2 separate regions of the Gossypium hirsutum genome follow, and region 2 is linked to region 1. Evidence: chromatin contacts called from public Hi-C data. All regions are on one chromosome and are shown on one strand. Each heading gives the region's core, a stretch centred on a gene start, on an enhancer-like site or on the middle of the called end of the contact. The rest is flanking DNA. Distances are from core to core; before and after follow the strand shown. Region 1 holds the start of LOC107949511 (peptidyl-prolyl cis-trans isomerase CYP21-4). Region 2 has its middle 7.7 kb from the start of LOC107949578.

Evidence for each region. Hi-C and Micro-C count contacts between places; a contact is called where the count stands out from the background.
Region 2: a Hi-C map of leaf shows a contact between it and region 1, with 1.7 times the contacts expected there. The contact joins the enhancer-like site here to the promoter of LOC107949511 in region 1. A contact is called at or near these places in 4 of 34 Hi-C or Micro-C datasets (callus, leaf and seedling).

Annotation. Positions count from the first base shown.
Region 1 is chrA08:5,277,559-5,281,991 of Gossypium_hirsutum_v2.1, reverse strand. LOC107949511 (peptidyl-prolyl cis-trans isomerase CYP21-4) reads right to left here and starts at 2,375. Exons shown (of 8, transcript XM_016884174.2): 1 at 2,234-2,375; 2 at 1,628-1,811; 3 at 1,357-1,396; 4 at 1,072-1,128; 5 at 501-586. The coding sequence starts at 1,779.
Region 2 is chrA08:5,531,425-5,535,857 of Gossypium_hirsutum_v2.1, reverse strand. It overlaps the pseudogene LOC107949575. Among protein-coding and RNA genes, the nearest start is that of LOC107949578, 7.7 kb to the left of the region's middle. Within about 2 kb of position 2,102, at least 7 of the 9 cell types and tissues checked have an H3K27ac peak or open chromatin away from gene starts, as enhancers often do. A contact at or near this core is called in leaf, where this site is marked.

The DNA.
Region 1 (4,433 bases), core at 1,126-3,625:
AAAATCCAGCACTTCCTAGAGGTAGTTGGATGCTTGATTATACAATTATTCAAATTAACAAACCATGCATTTTGCACATCTATCACCCACGCCAACTTGAAAGTACAAACAAATGGTCAAACCGTTCTATGCCCAAAGATGCCAGATAAAACAATAAATGAAAGGCTAAACTTGAGTTAGAACAGAACATGAACTAGATGGAGACTCCTACATTAATTCCTTAAAATGGATTTGCAGCTTAAACCAAACGTTCAGCATGGTGGCTACTAGTTAACATGATATTGATAAATTTCTCATGCTTCCTCGATATGTATGGCAGAAAGCAGAAGGTAATTCTGAATAAAGGGGAATGTGATATACAGAAAATGAATCAATGTATTTTTGACTCTTCCACAAGCAGGATCTAATCAGCTCTATCTATATCCTTATTTCCGATCAAATATTTACCTTGTTGAATTTTATGATAGTTCTACATAAAGAAAATCCATCATTACACTTACCATAAATCAAGGAATTGATCAACAACCTCAGGAAAATTGTCCTTGAAGAGCTCCACAGTTATAGAGCCTTTTGCAGTATCTAAAATCTAGTCATAGAAGGGGGGAAAAAGAGTCAAGTCAGTAGATAAAACTCAAATAGGATTCAAATGTACAAGCCTAAAACCAAGATCAACTAGTCAGTGAACATCCCAGCCAACCTGTTAAGATTATAAGATAAAATTGATTCTCTAAGGAAGGTCTAAACAAGAAAGAGTTCTTTTTCTCCTAAGAGACATATTATAGATTTATGTTTTCTTAATAGATGCTGCAATTACAAGTAATAGCATAAAAATAGAAATTGTTTCTTAATGTCTTTTTAATAAATTCATGTACTCAGAGAAGCAAGTATCTGCAAGTTATTTGCACAGGAAAAGAAAATCAAACTATAAGTCAATCATTCATGTTCCGTTTTACAACATCGTTTCCTGAAACTAAGCACAGCACATTCCAGGCAAGTAGAACAAAGAGTAGACATTATTCACTTGGGCATAAAGCACTAATCAAAGAGAGCTTGCCAAGTAAGGAAACCTACAGCATATCCAGGGAGATCAGATTTCTTCAAATCCACGAAAGAGTTGTCAGTGTCACCCTACCAGTCACAGGCAGCCAGAGTCAATATAGAATATCCGAATAAACAATAAAGACAAAAGGAGAACTTCCTCGTAGTGTAAAGCATGTAAACTATGGATACATATGCAAACAATAACGGCAAAAAGTAGCCTTGAAATGTCCTAAAAGGATGATATATAGATATTGGGCAAAGACTATCAAGAAACCCATTATAGAATAAATAAACAAATTTCTATGAAGAGTGTACCTTAAAAACTGATTGCCTGTACTCAATTTGAGTTCTTGACCTAAAGACAAGAAAACTGGGTCAAATTCCATCAAATAAGAAACATTAACCCTAATTTATTCTCCACAAGCAGTTCCATTCCTAGATTTCCTTCTCTGGAATTAGCAGTTCATGCAGTACAACAAATAAATCAACATTATTTTCGAGAAAATAATATAGTTTACAAACATTGCAGCACCAAATCCCATTCTTATTATTTCCAATTATAGCCAATACAAAAATTGCAACTCACCTTTGAGACCAATGTCTGTACGTAGCATAGAGAAAAAACACAGTCACAACAACAATCAAACTATAGAGTATAATTGTTATAACACTGATTCGAGCTGGCCCTTTCTTCTTTTTGCTTTGTTGTAGCAAAGCTTGTGGTTTGATCCTCGCCATCAACTCAAATCTTCAGTTCCAACAATAAAATCCTGAATAATTATTATTTTCAAGTAAAAAGACGTCAGTATCAAATCCTAAGTCAATAAAGTCATTACCAACTATGGAACAGTACATATATGATGAAATTTCAAAGTTTAAAAAATGTATGTAAACAATTCATAACTAAATTTATTGCTTTATTCGGAAGATTTGGAACAACATAAAGAAAGTTCATAGCATTTAGAAACAAAGCTAAAGTTGAAACATCCTAAGATCTGAGAATATATGAAAGCTTACGGAAAGCAACAAAACAGAAAAGATAATTTCTGACTTCAACTTTTCACCCCTGCTGAAAGAATAAATTAAAAAAAAATAGAGAAAGAGAATTTTCTCGAGAAAACAGCAGATTAAGCCTCAAAATTTCAAATCGGTTATTATAAAATCAATCGAGAGAGAGAGAGAGAGAGAATACATGTATATTCCTTTTTTGGCGTGAATTTTCTGGAAAGAGAAAACGTTTTGAAGAAATTGTTTTGTTTCGCCCGGTTATTCTAATTTCTTCAAAGTCGTAATTTGAATTCTACTTCCATTCGTTTAACGACAAAAAGAAATGGAAAAAGTAAGGAAGAAATTAATTAAGAGCTATTGGGCCTATAACTACTACTTATAGGCCTTTTATTGGGCCTGATAAAATTGTTACTTGGATTTCAGTTTTGGGTCTAATATGAAATGCGTATGATATAGAATACTTCATATATTATAGAAAATTAAGTAAACTAATGTAGATGTCATCCAATTATGATTTTTTATTTTTTGGTAATCAAATTATAAAAATTCACAAATTGGTCATTCAATTACTAGTAAATTTCTTTTTTGGTTTCCTAACTATAAAAAGTTACAAAAATGTCATCCAAATATTCAATTTTGTCTTTTTAGTCACCAATGAGCTACCATAAAAAATGAAAACACCTAAAAAACCAAGATAGATGAGTGACCACAAAAAAAATTTACTAATAATTGGGTAACCAAAAAAGAAAAAAAACTATAATTGGGTGACTATTAATATAGTTTGAAGAGAATCAGGGCAGGCCGAGATGGCCAAAGCTGTATAGCCTAAGAAGAGGTGGACTTGCAAAACAAAAAAGAATATTACTATAGCACTATAGCACTAGACTTAAGCCCAAATGCCTTGAAAATGAAATGAAATAAATAGTAATTATTATAATTATTCCAGAAATTTTAATAAATATATTGCAGCAATTGACCAAGTCCAAGTGCCTTGCAAATGAAATGAAATAAATAGTGATTATTATAATTATCCCCAAAAAAAAATTGTTGCAGCATAAGACTCAAGTCCAAGGGTCCTAAACATGAAGAGAAATAAATAATGATTTTTATAATTTTCTTGGAAAAGAAAAACAAAACTAGACTCAAACCCAAATGCATCGAAAGTGAAATTAAAAAAAAAAACTAGTTATTATAATTATATCTGAAAATTAAAAAAATTTATTGCAGTCACAGACTCAAGCCTAAATTCCCAAAATAAAATGAAATAAATAGTGATTATTATATTTATCTTAAAAAATAAAAAATTTTACATCACCATACTCCAACTCAAGTGTCTTGAAAATGAAATAAAATAAATAGTTATTATTATAATTATCTAGAAAATTTTAAAATTTTATTGCAGTACCATGTTGAATACCAAATTCATTGAAAATGAAATGAAACAAAATAAATAGTTATTATTATAATTATCCTAAACAAATAAACTTTTCACAGCACCATACTCAAACCCCAGTCCCTAAAAATGAAATGAAATAAATAGTTATTATTATAATTTTCTTGATTAAAAATAAATTATTGCAGTATAGACTCAAGTCGAAGTGCCCTAAAAATGAAATGAAATAAAAAGTGATTATTATAATTATCCCAGAAAATTAAAAAAATATTTATTGCAGCCCTAAATTCAAGCCCAAATTTCCCAAAAATAAAATGAAATGAAATAAATAATGTATTATAATTATTCTAAAAAAAAAATTTACAGCATCATACTCAAGTTCAAGTGCCCAGAAAACGAAATGAAATAAATAGTTATTATTATAACCATCTCAAAAAAATTAAAAAAAAACTAAATATTACAGTACCATACTCAAGCTCAAGTTCCTCGAAAATGAAATAAAATAATTAGTGATTATTATAATTTTCTCGTAAAACTAAAAAAAACTGCAACACCATACTCAAGACCAAATACCTCAAAAATAAAATAAAATAAATAGTGATTATTATATTTATATTAGAAAATTAAAAGAATTATTGTAGCAGCCAGGCTCAAACCAAAGTCCCTCAAAAATGAAATGAAATAAATAGTGATTATTGTAATTATCTCGAAAAATTAAAAAAAATGCAGTACCAGACTCAAGCCCTGATAAAAAATGAAATAAAATAAATTGTGATTATTATATATCCTGAAAAATTTTTTAAAAAAATTATTCAGCACCAACACAAGCCCAAGTGACTTGAAAATGAAATAAAATAAATAATAATTTTTATATTCATCCTATAATTTTTTTTAAAAAAATATTGTTGCTCTAGACTCAAGTCCAAGTGCCTAAGAAAATGAGATGAAACAAATAATGATTATTATAATTACCCCGGAAAATTAAAAAAAA
Region 2 (4,433 bases), core at 853-3,352, 250 kb before region 1:
TACCAACGTTCAAGCTTTAGTCCTTGATTTGGTAAGCTTATAATTTTTATGTTTTTGGGTCTTGAAAGTTCTTGAAAGTTTGATTTAGTTAGCCCGTATATCAATTTGCGAAATTGTTAAAGTTTAAAAAAAGTTGTCATTGTTGAATCTTGAAACTTCTTTGTATTAAATTGATAGATTTTGAGCTTAGATTTAAAAAAAAAAAGGAGACTAGTTTGTAAAGTGGAAATTATTAAATTTGAACTTAGGGACTAAAATGTGAATATTTTGAAATTAGCATGAAATTACTGTAATTTATTATAATACAAGACTGTAGAAGGATGAATGTCACATCCTGAGTTTGGCGGATCTGAGTTTAAGGCGTAAAGCTGTAAAGTTATTTGATTAGCGTAGTATAATCTGCCACTTACAATTTTCTGGCGTATTGGAATGTGACGTATAGTAACTACTATAGAAGTGTTTGGTGATTAAAGATTTTATGTTTTTCTTATTTTTTATTTTAAATATTTTAAATATACATACAAAAATATATAATATTAAAATTTACACTCATGATATGTATTGAAAAATAAATATTACACATATAAAAATTATATTTACTAAAACTAATGATATTTGTAATAATTATTTGATTTTATGAATAAAAAATATATTAATTAAAAAGATGAATTCAAAATATAAAATTGAAAATTGAAAATAATATATTTATTAATTAAAAATAATTACAAATATGTTTAGAAGATGAGAAATTGAACTTACAAGAGCTAATATGTTAAAAACATTAATTAAAAATAATCAAAAGCTTAAAAAAATGAAATAAAAAATACAAATGTGAGTGGGAAAAGAAAAGAATCGAACTATTAACATTTAAACATCTAACCAAAAATATTAATTATATTTAAAAAGTAAAAAAATGTTATTTAAACAGAAAGTGTGTCGGGTTGGGTGCACTTTCCTGCCACCTATACATAAAGGGCTCAGCTAAACAGGCTTTCACACATTCTCGTTAAAATCGATCTATTTCTCTAAAATTTCAAAAATACGACCTATTTGGCTAATAAACTTTCTTGTGGGGGGCATAAATGGTTAATTTAGCCAACACCCCCATGTCTGACCCGAACATCGGATCAAAACACCGAAATGTTACATTCTCTACTACATTCTTCACTTATCAAATATTTTCTTATAAACTTTCATAACTTTTCAATTTAGTCCATTTTTACCATAAGAATTTATTATTCACTAATTAATCATATTAAACCAATTTTCTTTCTTATTACACTTTAATCACATAATTTATCTCAATATCTTATTTCACATATCAAATTTCTATGTATTCTACTTCTATTATTTCACCCCCATATTTTCTCAAGTTTAACAATTTAGTCATTGTTATCATAAAAATTTCATATTTTTCCACAACTCATTTTTACAATACTTTATGCATATTTCATCATCTCATAACACATTCAATAAGCTTTAATCATAATTTCCATATTCACATATTGAATTGTTTCACACTTAAATTTTTTTTACAATTTTCAATTTAGTCCTTATTTCGATGGAATTTATTTTTCACCATATAAGCACTTTAATCAAATAATTCATTATATTATTTCACATGACAATTTTTCATGCATATCGCTTTACTTGTTTCAATTATAAATTTTATAAAGTTTACAATTTAATCCTTAACATCATGAAGATTCATTATTTACTATAATTTCACCTTAACATTACTTTGTAATCAATTTACTACTTCTTTTAAACTCTTTATCATAAATCTTAAATGCATGTTTGTTTCATTGAAAATAATTTTTATGAAATATTTTCAAAAAATCTGTCAAAATAACATAAAATATTTTCCATAAATTTATCTAAACAATAAATAATATTAATTTTTATAAAAAATTAAAATATTTTTCAAAATCTATTTTGAGTGAAACAATCAAACCTTTTGCCTAAGCTTGTAAAAGAACAATTGTAATTTTGGCTGTAACTAATCTATGAAAAATTATCAACGTTCTTATCCTTCAGAAGTGGGATAACTCCAAATCACGGATACTCCACTCCTCATGTCTATTATCTAATTCCAGCCGCCAAGCATTCGGAGCACTATCCAGGAAAACCTTACCCTTACACTTGCAGAAAACTCAGGTTCTTGCCCCTCTATTTTCCCATGTTCGAATCCAAGGTATACATTTTTCACTCAACTAAACCCATTCTCTCTCTTCTTCTCCTTTTTCTTTTATGGGTCGTTTTTATTTTTATTTTTTATTTCATGCCCAAATGTTTACATTGATTCATAATTCTTGCCTTTCAATTCTGATAATGCCTTGTCCTTTTAAGTTGTTCAAGAATGGGTATCCGTGCCAAGAGCAATTTGGATCGATCAAGGACGAAATGGACACCCGAGATGGACCGATATTTCATCGATCTCATGTTGGAGCAAAACAATGAACGTATTACGTTCTATGATTATGTTTTCAGCAAAACGGCATGGATGAACATGAATTCATCGTTCAACGAGAGGTTCAAGTTCGAATACGAGATGGATGTGCTGAAAAACCGGTACAAAGTACTGAGGAATCTGTACAAAGCTGTTAAGAATCTGTTGAATCAGAAGGGTTTTAACTGGGATTCGACTCGACAAATGGTGATCGCCGAGAACAAAATCTGGGATGAATATATCAAGGTTCAATGCTTTACTTATTTGATGATTTTGAGGGTTTTTTGCATTGCAGGATCTTACGGGTTTGCTTATTTACAGGTAAACCCAGATGTACGTCCTTACAGAGTTAAAACTATTCCTTACTACGATGATCTGGGTATTATATATGGAGATAATTCAGCTAGGAAAACAGGTAATGATTCAATAATTGATACTACTAGGTCTTAAGTTTGGTGGTCCACTTTGAGTGTTGGGTTTGAAAATGAATATGTCCGGACTCTGGACTAGTTCGCATGAATTTGTTCTAAGTTTTTTCATGAATGATCTTTGTGTTTATTTATGGAGATAGGGTAATTTGGAAAAAGGGTTATAATTTTGTCCTTGACACGACTAACGCCGTGTCCGGTTTTGAACTTAGAGTGAGTTTCAGATACGGATATGCATTGACCTTTTATAAGTTTTTTCATTAATGATTTTTGTTTTCTGTATCGAGATAGGATAGTTGGTATAAAGGGTAAAAGTTCTATCCTTCATACTACTAATTCTTTGTCTAGGGCTTTGTTACCCGTACTCAGGGTTGAGTCTTGGATATGAATACGTATATAACACGAGTATGCTCTATTTTCTAAGCTTTTCCATATATGTGGAGGATCATATACCATATCTATATACAAATATTTGTCGGACACAGGCATTAAACATGGATATTTTAGGAACAGAAGCGTACAGGTAACATGAGTCTGGTGTATCTCATTGTTAGAAGGTTTTATATGTTGCTGATATAATATGATACCAGGCTTTAATTTGCCCAAGACATTATCACACTCGGGTGATGATATAACAGGATCAGCTGCTCAACCAGAATGTGGCAATAAAGGAACTGTGGAGGCTGTTCATGAAATTGGTGTGGGTGATGATTGTATCTCTTTGCCCCAAGAAGTGGAGGACACAACGGAGGTGACGCCAAATGCAACAACAAACCCACTGTTTAGTCATTCTAGGATGTACTGGAAACCACCAATGGACCGGTTTTTCATTGATCTTATGCTTGAGCAATTGCAGAATGGGAACCAGATTGATGGTGTATTTTGCAAGGAGGCATGGACAGAGATGATTGCTTCATTTAATGCGAAATTTGGTTCTAATTATGATGTGGACATACTAAAGAATCGGTATAAAACTCTAAGAAGGCAATATAATGTAATAAAGAATCTTCTTCAATTGGATGGATTTGCTTGGGATGATGACCGTCAAATGGTGATTGCTGATGATAGTGTATGGCAAGAGTACATCAAGGTATGTATTTATGTGTAATACTTGAACTGCTGTCGATGCTCGTATCGTCTAGGCCATATTATCCATAAGATGTTCAGTTATGTTAAATCATACCCGATGCATGCATAATCTACATGGAAGCCTCTTAATATCCACCATCAAGAATTCATGGCATTGTTTTATTTCTTTAGATCAATGTTGTTTTGATATGTCGGTATGTATGTGACACGAGTATGTTAAACTTTTTCTTAGTTTTTCATGTATTTGAAGGGTCATCTTTCCATGCTTGTATTGGTGTTGGACATGGGTTCCTCAAATAAATGAAGAGTTTGAGTGATGCAGTTTAAGGGTAACGATATTACGAGGAAGATGATACTGCCTTCATTTCATTTTGTTCATCGATTTGTTTGGTATACTATTAAAAGCCCCTTGAGAAGTAATAGAGAGACTTTTGATGCATATCATTATAATAATGGTTTCATTATAT